Regions from separate parts of the Callithrix jacchus genome. Here region 2 is linked to region 1. Evidence: chromatin contacts called from public Hi-C data. All regions are on one chromosome and are shown on one strand. Each heading gives the region's core, a stretch centred on a gene start, on an enhancer-like site or on the middle of the called end of the contact. The rest is flanking DNA. Distances are from core to core; before and after follow the strand shown. Region 1 overlaps LOC118151340 (a long non-coding RNA gene). Region 2 overlaps CPEB4 (cytoplasmic polyadenylation element binding protein 4).

Region 1 (6,168 bases), core at 2,257-4,756:
GGTGCTGCTCTGCTTCTCTCTTACATGCTCCAACACCCTCTCTGCAGACCCACATTGTCTGTAGGTTTTTCCTTCTTGCTTTTCCAGAACTTCAGCCCTCCTAGGATTTTAATGTACAGGGCTTAGATCTGGTACAGCTCTCAGCTACCTCTGGGGGAGGCAGGAGAGTCAAGTGATGAAGATCCAGGTCATATTCTGTCTATGGGACTTGGTTACTGCGTGAGCCAGTGGAGTAGCATTGCAGCCCAAAGCAGCAATGTAGACAAACTACATCCGCGTCCCTCTTCCCCACCAACAGATCCAGTGTGTCCATGTTATTGAGAAGAGGCCCATGCTGGAAACTTCAAACAACAGTTGCTAACAGCAGATACAAGCTCCAAAGATATCAGGGAAAATCCTTCCCAATATATAAAACCCATGTTCACTTCACTCCTTAAATTCTTTATCTACTGTGTCAGTTCCAAGAAACATTTTGTTTCCAAGTTAGTAGAACTTATTTGGAATTTTCTATTGGAATTTCAGTCCATAGTATATAATATTTACATAAACAAAATAATATAGGTTTATCTAAAGATATATTATAATTATTTTAGCATATACTATATTATATACACTAAAAATGGAAATATGTAGCTTTTAGTATATTTTTAGTATACAGAATATGTGCTATACTAAACTATACCATGTGTATTAATATATACTAAACTATACTAAAATATACTAAAGTCTAAATATTTTTGTTTTCATAACCAGTTGCATGCCATAATCTGACAAACATGGTTCGTCACTAAACTTGGTTTCCTCATCTATAAAATGGGTATACAAACAGAGCTTACTTTGCAGGGTTGATGTGAGAATGAAATAAAGCTCAGCAAACACTAGTCTTTTTTTTTCTTATAACATTGTATCTAAGGGCTAACACTATCTAATAAACCCAGGGCCTGGATCTCTTGGTTCAAAGTCGCCAGTGGATTTATCTGATTGTCTGTGCAGTGTGTCTCTCCAGGGTCAGGAATCTTCCAGAGCCAGGTTGGAGGAGAAGTATCACGTGAAGCAAACATGAGCTCACAGGCTAACCACGCTGCTGGCGGGGAGGGTGATTGCTGAGAAGCAGGGATGGGTAGGTCCACTACAGCAGACGCAGAATTGACAGTAAGAAGATTCTAGAGTCCCAGAGCTGGAAAGGCAATTGAGACTATCTGGTCCAGTCACTCCAGTTTTCCATGTTTAGAAACCAAGACCCTGAGAAACACAATGACCTACTTGAGTGTTGTCCTACACAGTGAATTGGAGGCAGGGGCTCTGCCTTTCCCACCCTATGTCCTATCTAAAGGGGCAGGAGGCCTTCTGGGCAGGGAGGCGAGCCCATCACTGACCCTCCCACCTGGTTACCTCAGAGCCTCTGAGTTAGCTGATGTCGCAGCCTCCCCCGTCAACACCCTGAAATCCAGTCTGCAGGAAGTGCTCAGTCTCCTGGCCTTCTGCCACCCAGCCCTGGCCACCTGTACAACCAGGTTCCACCCATTCCTTCCAGCTAAGCAGGTTCAATGGCCACACGCCTGCCTCCCTCTATACCTTTGCTCAGGTAGTTCCCTCACCTGGAATGCCCACCTGCCACTCCCCACCCACCTGAGTTCCACAGCCTCTGCTGGAGTCCACACCCTCTGAGAGATCTTCCTTGACACATACCCCTACCCAACTCCAACCTAACAATTTCTGTGTCTTTTTCTCCCTCTTCACTCCATCAACTGCCATCTGCCCCATCTATGGGGCACATAATTACATGTTGCCTTCCAATTTTAATTCAATTGTAAGTTCTCTCTTGAGGTTCAAAACCTTGTCTTAGACTGCAGCAACAAAGCACTCAGTGCTATGCTGGGTGCCTGGAAGGCAGTCAGTAAGCATTTGATGAAGAGCAAGTGAGCGGAGCGAGTGGACAAGTGAGCGAGTGAATGGAATGAGTAATTGATTGTCATTTGGGAATTGGACCAGCAGGAGCATTCCTGCTCCAGGATATCCTGGGAAGGGCGGTGAGGTCCCTGGTTAGAGCAGTCCCGGCAGTCCCTCACAGGGGCTGGATCCAAGCTCCGTATCACCTGCTGTTTACAGCTCACCACAGCCTCATTATGAGGACACAGAGGCTCAGAGATGAAAGTGATTGGCCAGGGGCCACCGGGGAACTATACACATGAATGGGGATCGGGCTGCCGTCAGGCTGACTCCTTGACTTGGGCTCTGACCGCCTACCCCATGCACAGGATGCAAATGAGCAGGACACACTCTTGACCTTCAGGAGCACCTGGGGTAGGGGTCGTGGGGCTCATAGGATGTGGCTGGAGGCCAGCTTTGAAGAAACCACTGGGGCCCACACACCTCTGGGACAGAAGCAAAACCAGGAGCAAGTGACCTCTCTCTCTGCATAGTAAAGTCTCTGGGGTCTCTTTGACCTTCAAAACCTCCCTATAACACAGGCAGGATGAGGGTCATTAAACCTGATTCACAGGATGGCAAACAGGGTCAGAGAGGTTGGTGGCTGGCCTTGGGAGCCACTCACAGAGACTAGATAGGAAACCAACATTCCCAGCCTCCTTCCTAACTAACCACTGCTCTTCCCACTGTCCTGTGGGGAAACCCTGTTCCAGAGGGTCAGTCAGCATGTGGTTCCCAAACACACTCTTCTTTATCCAGCTGCCTGGCCTGCTACCCCTGCCTGAAGGCCTTTTCCCACCAAACTCTGCTACTGCAGGGCCTAGCCCAGATCTCACCTCCTTTCCAAACTTCCCCAGGTCTCCTCTGATTGAATTTCTCCATTGACCTCAAAGTCTTTCTCTCTGTGTCATACTCTGATTTGTACCTTTTGAAATAAGAACACAAGTGCCTGGTATGATACCTGGCCTGTCGTAAAGCCTGAGGCAGTATTCTCTGGAATGAAGTGGTGCTCTGCAAAGCGTGGTGTAAAGAAGGTCTGAATGAGTGAATGAACAAATGAATGGGTCTCTTGCCTACGTTTCACTGCTGTTGAGAGGATTCATTTTGGTGAGGTAACCTACGAAGCTCCCAGCACAGAGCTGGGCACAGAGCAGGTGGCTAGTCAGTGCTGGCTGGCGTGAGTCCGTTTGAGGCAATGCTGTCTTCCAAGGCCACTCCCAGCCTAGACTTCCTGAATGGGCCAAATGCCAGCACAAAGGCTCCAGCAGGCGTGGAGCCAGGGAGCTGCCTACGGATCTCTCTCGAAAGGAGCAAAGTCTGCAGCCCTGCCCGCCTGCTCACCCGTCCTGCCAGCTCAGATGCCATCCATACTACTCCGGCCTCCTTCCTGGGCCTGCAGTTTGGGTAAGAAAATAAAGGAGAAAAAATCAGGTTAAACCAGATGGCAAAGCTGTTCTTTTAATCAGCACTTGTGAAGCCCTGGAATGGGGGCCAGGAGGCATGGCTGTGAAGCAGGCCAGAATGGCTAGTGGACAAGGGCAAAGGCCCTGGTGTCTTCAGGATCTGGGTTCAAATCCTAGCCTGTGGGTTTCAGCTGTCATCATGCAGGACAAAGCCTGCTCCCTCTCTGAGGCTCAGATTTCTCACCTGTCAAATGCAATAACGGTAACTTACCACACGCGGGTCTGCAGACAAAAACTGACTAGGGACAGGTTCTTACCCTGTGCAGCATCAACTAAGGACAAATTAATGTATCTCCATACGTATGTGTATATATGTGTATAATATATCAACATAATAGATCACCAACTGCCCTCCCTTAAGGAAGATTGGCTCTTATTCTGTGATTATATCCTTCCTTTATTATTATTATATTTTTATTACAGAAACAGGGTCTCAGTCTGTTGCCCAGACTGGAGTGCAGTGGCACAAACACAGCTCACTGCAGTCTTGAACTCCTGAGCTCAGGCGATCCTCCCACCGCAGCCTGTAGCTGGGACCACAGGCACACACAGTCATGCCTGGCTAATTTATGTTTTTTAGAGACAGTCTTGAACTCCTAGTTTCAAGCAATCCTTCTGTCTCGGCCTCCCAGTGCTGGGATTATAGGCATGCGCCACCTCACCAAGGCCCTTCTTTGATTATTATTTTTTGCACTGAAGAGGACTAAGGGCCTTGGTGCTGCTGTGGCCCCTGCCAAGAATCCTTGCCCCACTCACCCCCACCCACAAGACTCACTGCCTCACTGGCTTCAGAACTTAACTCACACGTCTCCTTCTCAAGGACACCTTCCCTGGTTACCTTATTGAAAACTGCCATCCACCCACAGAGTGCCTTTCCCCATTCCCTAACCTGTTTTTCCTCCATAGCACTTAGACCATGTGACCTATGATTTATTTCCTGTTTGGCCCACTTCACAGGAGGGCAGGGGTTTTTGTCTGTCTTGTTCACAGCTGTATCCCAAGGCTTGAAAGAATGCCTGGCACAGAGTAAATCCTCAATAAATATTTGTCAACTGAATAAACAATTGAATGGATATTTGCTTTATAATGTCTTTCCATGGCAAAATAAAAAGTGAGCAGCCCTATGTCAGCTCCCAAAATTGAGGTCTTGGAAAGGGGAGGATTTCACTGGTCTATGAGGTCCTTACATTACTGAGAAAATGTAGGTAAAAAAGTTCAACACTGTCGGGCACAGTAGTTCACGCCTGTAATCCCAGGACTTTGGGAGGCTGAGGCGGGCAAATCACAAGGTCAGGAGATCAAAACCATCCTGGCCAATATGGTGAAACCTTGTCTTTACTAAAAATTAAAAAAAAAAAAAAAGTTAGCTGGGTGTGGTGGCGCGCACCTGTCGTCACAGCTACGTGGGAGGCTGAGGCAGGAGAATCGCTTGAACCTGGGAGGCAGAGGGTACAGTGAGCTGAGATCGCGCCATTGCACTCCAGCCTGGCAACAGAGTGAGAATCTGTCTAAAAAAGAAGAAAAGAAAAGAGCAACACATATTATGGTGCCTGGAAAAACTCACTACACAGTAATAATTATTCCCTTCCTCTGGTCCCCTTTCTTTCCCCTCCCCATATTCAGCCTAAGGCCTTATCTGTCTCAGCAGGGCTGTCTCTGCACACTGCAGAACTTGCAGGCCCATACCAGCTTTTTCCTACACTAAATCAGGCGTTCTCTGTCCTCTCATTTTGCTTCTTTCATTGATTTTCTTTAAAGATCCTGATGACAGACCTGGCTTGGGAGAACCAGCCAGATATGTGAACGGGTCTGATGGAGGCCTGTCCTGCCTGGAAGACCTGGACACCAGCACTGATGAGCCTGGTCAGTATTCCACTGCTTTCATGATCCCAGGTCACAGGCAAAAGAAATAAAAGGTTTGCATGAGTGCGCTTGCATTTCAGTTCCAGGCCTGCTGCTTAGGGAAGTCCAGGTGTTAAACACTAAGGCTAATTGTGGCCCGGGAGGTGCTGGCACCAGGTAAAAGGTTTTACAAAGCAGATGACCTATACCCACTGGCCTTAGCAAGGGCAAGACCAGCTTTAGGACCCTGAGCCAGAGCCAGAAGGAAGTGCAGAGACTAAATAGATTGACTCTGGGGAAGACTAAGGGCCAGAGAGGTTGTGGGCATTACTTCAGATCTCACTTGGAAATAGCAAAATCAAAAAGCTGATTTCCAGCCAGGTGTGGTGGCTCATGCCTATAATCCCAGCACTTTGAGAGGCTGAGGCAGGCAGATCACTGGAGGTGAGGAGTTCAAAACCAGCCTGGCCAACATGGTAAAACCCCGTCTCTACGAAAAGTACAAAAAAAAAAGGATTAGGAGGGCATGGTGGCATGCACCTGTAATCCCAGCTATACAGGATGGTGAGGTGGGAGAATTATTTGAACCCAGAGGCAGAGGCTGCAGTGAGCCAAGAGTTGGCCACTGTACTCAGCCTGGGCAACAGAGCTAGACTCCATCCAAAAACAAAACATCTGATTTTCTTGCATCTCTGATTTCCTGTCCAGCACTCTCTGAGCAGGGTAAGAGGAGCTCCAGCCCTGCACCCTGCATTTTAGAAGGTCTTGCTCAGACACTACCCCTCCCTGCAAGTGAGGAGTCTTGGGGAACAAGGGGCTATACCCAGTTGGAACCCCCTCTGGAGGACACTGGGTTCCTAGGACTCTGGGGTTCCCTGTCCAAATGCCCATGCCCACTTCTGAGGCCTCCTGGACCATTCCTATTTTCCCTAGT
Region 2 (6,236 bases), core at 2,525-5,024, 160 kb before region 1:
CTCTGAATCAAACACTTAACATCAATTTATTAATATTAAAAATGGCTAAACATTCACCAAAAATGTCTGCATTTTATGAATAATTTTAAAAACTTAGTAAGAAGCTGTAGACAATTTTGTATTTTAAATTTCTACCCTATGCTTATGTATTTAATTTGTTTCAGGAACTACAGTGTTATCTGTCATTTTCATGCGAATTTTTTTTTCTTTAATTTGTGACTTTACATAGACTATTTCTTAAATTATAGGTACACCAATAGCTGGTGCTGGGGAAGGATGTTTAAGCAACATGCTTTCTCTTCTCTGCAGACTCTAAAATAGCATTGCCAGTGCACGACATTCATAATTTAAAATGTATGCAGAGCACTGAAATGTATAAAAAGCAGAATATAAGAAAATAAAATTTATTAAAATTATTTATATTAAAAAATGAAGTATATGAAGATCTCTCAGTAATAAAAGTACAAAAAGCTACTCTTTGCAATATGAAAAATTGAGGTATTGCATAAAGAGATATCCCGTCAGTGAAAAGTGTGCCTAAAAATGTTCACTGTTGGAAAAACAAGATATACAAAAGTAGTGCATAACAAATATACATTATGTGCATGACAAAATAAGTTAGCTACAAAAACACTGTACCGAAATTCAGCAGGTCATGTACAAAGGGAAAAATTATTATTCAAAGCTAGTTCTCAAACAGTGTTATTTCTTGTTAACTCATCACACCTGTTTACTGAGTAGGAACAGCACGATAGCACACCCCAAGCCACCTACAAGCATTTAAAAGAGTAAAAAGAGGCAAATGAACATTCCAATTAGAATCATGTAGTTCAGGAGAAAACAAAAAAAAGTCCCTGACCAGCTACACAAGAGCACCCTCCATTCGCATGACTGCTTTCAGTATTTGCAGGGAATTCTTTAAAAGCAGCTCCCTTTCTATGTTTGAATATTAGACAGCAAATGCCTCCATTTTGACCTTTGGAACTTAACAGGTATAGTTCATTAAAGCCTGTATTAAAAATAAAGGGCTGCTTTTCCTAAAGATCATCCATAGGGGTCATAAGCCAGGTGGTTCCACAACAGTGCTGGGGCAAGTCTTTGGTTTTGAAGGATCCAAGATGGTACTGTTAGGTAGCACAACTAGCAAGATTGCCATTAGATTGTTCTATTTCATGTTTTGCCCACTGATAATATTCCTTTTAATGATGGATAGGGCATTTAATAAGAGAATCTCAATTAAAATAAAAGTTACTTCCATGACTGGGGCTTCAAGAGACTATTTTAAATTCACCCCTGAAGCATACTGTTCAACACATAATAACGCCTTTCAAAGCTAGAATTTTATTTATAATAAAGCATGCATTACTTGGTGAAGTTGGCACTTCAAACACTGACTATGTCCCATGCTAAATTCTGAAACTGTAATGTTATTTTAGTTTATAGGAAGAGTAAGATAAACATACGTACCTTTGCACAGATTTACACAGTTACTTAGTTCAACAGTGCAAAACACTTTGCAACTACTTAACTTTTTTTAACTTTTTTTTTTCATTTTCTATGTTACAACTAAATTACAGGATACCCAAAGAAACTTTAAATCTAAAAGTAAGCCAATCAGCAGCCAAATTATATATTGGTTTTGTCTTCCAGTTTTGGCTCCAAGTATACTGTAACACAAAATCAAAAATGATATCCTTGAGGTATCTCTAGATCTGTTGTTTTTTGACGTCAAAATGGAGAGCAAAGGCTGACACCTGATGAGTGTTAGTAAATTAGGATATAGAGTTTATATATAAACATCAAAAATAAAATTTATACATTTGTTCTTCAGGAGAGGAAATGCTAGGTTTCCCACCAGTTGTCATTAATTCTAGCTTTGGTAGGTTTCCTGGGGCTTTGACCAGATAAGTAAGTTAAATAAATAAGTGCACTCCCCTCAGTAGTAAATTTACCCAATTTTTACATTCTAAATTTTAAAAATTGTTTAAGAGAAAATAAACCTAGCTCTGCTTACTTTACTATTTTTTGTTTCTGATGTGGTGGTAACTTTTTGAGGGATAATGAAATTATGTTCAGCCTCAAAACCCTGAAAATTAATTATAATGCTGCTCAATCTTGCTTATGCATTTGTTTTAACATGTTCTTTCCGTTAAAAATTGTTAACTTCCTCCATTGCTGCTAAAAAAATTAAAAGGGAATGGAAAAAAAAGAGAGAGACAAAAAAGATTAAAAAAAAAAAGAAAGGAAAAGGCAAAAGCACTTCCCTGGGGGAAAAACTGTCAGATAGATGGATAGTGTTATTGTTGCATGGTTATTTTAATAAAAGTATTCTTATATGTTATATTATTAACAATAATTTAATTAAAAACCCAAAATACTCTATTGTTTTATTTCTTTTTTAATATTTCTCTCTCTCCTCTAAGAAAATGTTAAAGGAAGTTTAGATCCTCTTGGTCTCCAGCAAAACAAGAGAATAAAACTTCCATGTAACCCGATGGCAATACGAAAAAGGAGTTCATATTGTTTGCAGTGACACAAGAATCTACAAAACACCTATATTATAGGTCATCCTTTTCATTATACTATAGTTAAGTTGCAAACTGCTACAAAAGGACATGCCAGCATGAAGAGGTTGAGGAAGGGGTCAGAATTAACAGAAGAGTGCACTTATTCTGAGGCCTGAAAATGAGCACTGTAGTTATCCTTTAGTTCCAGCGGAATGAAATATGCCGAGGGCGGTCACCGCCTTCCTTCACCAGGGGCTTGTGGAATTCCCTGCCAGCGCGAGAATGAATAGCAGCCCAGCAATATTCACAGTAATACTGCAGACAGGTAACATTAGCACAGAAAAATGGAGCAAATTTTCCCCCACAACGGGCCCCCTGACATTCATCACACAGCTGATCATCCAAGACATATGGCTTAACTTCCACCTGCAATCAAAAATAAAAAAAGATCTTACATTTTTCAGTGACTAGGCCAGCAACACTTATCATACATGTACATTTCCATCCACTATCTGAAGGAATCTGTTCCAAAGTACCCAAAGTGGAAGGAACAATTAATTATTCATTCACTGAAATATGGATAGTTCATCTTTTAAGAACCTAGGAAGGTTTTAATTATCTATCATTTTACTTTTTTTTTTCTACTAAATAAACACTCTTCAAAGGAAAAAGGATTTCAGTAGACATGAAGTGAAGCCAACTGTTTAGACTAGAATGTTATGAGATTAAACAAACTCACAGGAGATTTTTCATAGACACAAACCCTCATTTTAATTAGTGGATCTGGATTTTTGTCATATGTGGAATCATAATTTAAACAAAATCAGCTAAGAGGATCCAAGTTCCACACAACTGCACTTCAATATTCAAGTCAGTGGGAAGATGCCTGACTTCTGTGTCACGAGATTCTGAGCTGTCGTAAAGCCAGGCTCGTGGTTTCTATTTATAGTGTACACATCTTGGGTTATAATCACAAACCTGGAATTCTGTTTTAAAAAAAAAAGATGCAGCTACAGGATTCACAATTTAAAACCCTGCTTTATTCTTTCTCAGTTAAGAATGGTTCACCTGAGTCTAAAAGTCAAAGGTGAATTTCTAAAACTGGGCCTGTTTCAGTGTTCTATCGGCCAACCTGTCATGTGAATGTTTCAAGCATTAACAGTCACTTGGTTATTAATTCATCAGCTAGAAAAGAGCTGGTTATTTTTAGTTTGGAGAGACTCACAGCTGAAACTCCCTTACAGCAGGCTGTCACCACCAATGGTGCCATCCAGCTCTGACAAGAAATCCCGACCAAGGTTAGCCATGAACAAAATGAGAACATGCAGTGAATCATGATTGTGCCGCTGTGCTCCAGCCTGGGTGACAGAGTGAGACCCTGCATCTAAAAATAATGTTTTAACTAAAAAAATAAAAGTACAAAAGGAGAAGAGTGCCACGGAAGTCCAAGAAGAGTAGGCATAAGGACAGCACCAGACTTTTGGCCTCTAGGCTGCTCCATAATGTCTGTCTACAGAGTGGCAAGAACACTGGGCAAAGGATTTCATTGCAAAGGAATACAAATTAAGTCTGAATTTCTAATGACCAACCCCACAGCTCTGAAACTTATGTTAGAATGAGGCAGTGATACGTAGATATTTTTTAGTGTGCATAAAAAAACAAATAGGCCGGATGTGGTGGGTGGCTCAAGTCTGTAATTCCAGCACTTCGGGAGGCCGAGGCAGGTGGATCCCTTCAGGTCAGGAGCTCGAAACCAGCCAGATCAACATGGTGAAACCCGGTCTCTACTAAAAATACAAAAATGTGCTGGGCATGTTGGCACACGCCTGTAATCCCAGCTACTCGGGAGGCTAAGGCAGGAGAATCACTTGAATCCAGGAGATGGAGGTTACAGTGAGCCAAGATCGTGCCACTGCACTCCAGCCTGGGTGACAGAGCGATACTCCATCTCAAAAACAAACAAACAAAAACAAACAAGTAGGCATATTAATGTACTAATCTTGTCCCTCCCCCAACACTTAGAATAGAATAGGTGCCGTTCTCTTTAATAAAGCCAGTTGTAGGATGATCACTACTATCTTAAATGTTTTTACTGCCAATGAAGTAGACTATACATGACATGAAACATAAAAAGCAGAAACCATTACTGACTTGATCATTTTTACATCTTGAATTGAGAACAACACAATAAAATCAATCTATTTTAGCACAATACCTCAGAGTGTTGGATATCAAAGTCAGCACTAATGCAAGTGCCAGTGTGCCATGAAATAAAAAGGTAATACCAGAATATAAATCAACATGTTGCTTCCCTCATCAATAAAACTTTTCTATGAAAAAACAACTGTTGAGTCTCCTTTAGACTCAACGAGACAGAAAATTAATAATATCCAGGACTTGAACTCAGATCCGGAACAAGTAAACTCAATAAATATTTATAGAGCTCTCCATTTTAAATACACAAAATATTGATCGGCCATTATTAATACCCATTTTTAGAATAAAGCTACATTCCCGTTCTCTCTCCCTCTTTTTCTAAAAAAAAAAAAGAAAAAGAAAAAACAACTGCCAGCTTCCAGCTGGACCAAACATTGTGCCCAGCAATGTAGCTGATTACACAGTCTGGTCTAAATTCCTATCTCACTACAAACTAAGTTTGCAGACTGGTGGTCAGTCCACAGGCCATACTTTGAGTAGTTCTAGCAAATGATACAGTTCTATCTGCTAGGAAATAAATTCATGAGAACAGGAACTTCTTGACCTAAGCTTTAAAATGTTTGTTGAGTGGATGAAACACCAAGCTAAGAAATAAATTGGTGAGAGGCAGCGACTGTAGAAAAAGAAGAAAAAAAAAGAAAAGAAATCTGTGAGTGCAATTCATTGAGAAATAGCGCTTACTGAGGTATTTGCTATGTCCCAGGATTAAAAAACAAAACAAAAAAAGAGGCAGGAAATCTCAAGGGCATTCCTGTTTATATACCTGATATAACACAGTACAAAGAATTCAGTAAATATTTATTGAATGACTGACAAACTAAATGAATGAATGGATGGATGGATTGAGATTGAATGAAAGTTATAGTTTAGAGAAGATTAAATTAACTCAAGTAAATCGATTATAGTGTTCTGATTAGGCTACTCAAAAAAAATCAAAGATAAAAGAAATTCATAGGAAATTCTTTCATGTATTATAGAGCAGAATTAACTCTATAGGCAAAATTCTCAGCTGTCACTTTATTGTCATAAAATTTTCCCATTCTAATATTGCTAATCACACATTTAGAGGACCATTTCTAAAATTTTCCAAAGTGTAGTGTAAGGCTTACCCGTTTATCTATCTCTCCATGCTGCAGCTGAACAAAGCGGGCACTGATAGCAGCTATGTAACTCTGTTGATTAGAGAACGCAACTCTCCCAGCTCCTTTTGGGTATTTTAGCTCAGGGTCAGTATCAATCCCAGCGTAGCACACACCTCCATATAGCCGATCCATTATCATTGCAAGCTCCACTAATTAAGAAAGGAGCAAACAGGATATTTAAAATCAGGAAAATTCATCTGGCTCACCAACGATTTCATCAAAAGCAATTCATCTGTACTCTAAGCTCACATCACTAAAATAATTATTAAAATTAAACTTATTACTACAACCAGTCATCCATTGTGTCAAGCTTTATCTTTTAACTTTGGGCAAGGGGTTGCTAGATGTTTTCTAATATGTTCTCTTTATT

What was found. Hi-C and Micro-C count contacts between places; a contact is called where the count stands out from the background.
Region 2: a contact with region 1 is called in a Hi-C map of skeletal muscle, with 2.6 times the contacts expected there. The contact joins two enhancer-like sites. A contact is called at or near these places in 2 of 3 Hi-C or Micro-C datasets (both in skeletal muscle).

What each region holds. Positions count from the first base shown.
Region 1 is chr2:66,201,294-66,207,461 of calJac240_pri, reverse strand. It overlaps LOC118151340 (a long non-coding RNA gene), which reads right to left. Exons shown (of 6, transcript XR_013532516.1): 4 at 4,780-4,900; 5 at 3,271-3,322; 6 at 1-1,242. Among named protein-coding and RNA genes, the nearest start is that of CPEB4, 93 kb to the left of the region's middle. Within about 2 kb of position 3,506, at least 10 of the 16 cell types and tissues checked have an H3K27ac peak or open chromatin away from gene starts, as enhancers often do. A contact at or near this core is called in skeletal muscle, where this site is marked.
Region 2 is chr2:66,363,564-66,369,799 of calJac240_pri, reverse strand. It overlaps CPEB4 (cytoplasmic polyadenylation element binding protein 4), which reads right to left. Exons shown (of 9, transcript XM_035290535.3): 8 at 5,834-6,015; 9 at 1-2,933. The coding sequence ends at 2,706. Among named protein-coding and RNA genes, the nearest start is that of C2H5orf47, 32 kb to the left of the region's middle. Within about 2 kb of position 3,774, at least 3 of the 16 cell types and tissues checked have an H3K27ac peak or open chromatin away from gene starts, as enhancers often do. A contact at or near this core is called in skeletal muscle, where this site is marked.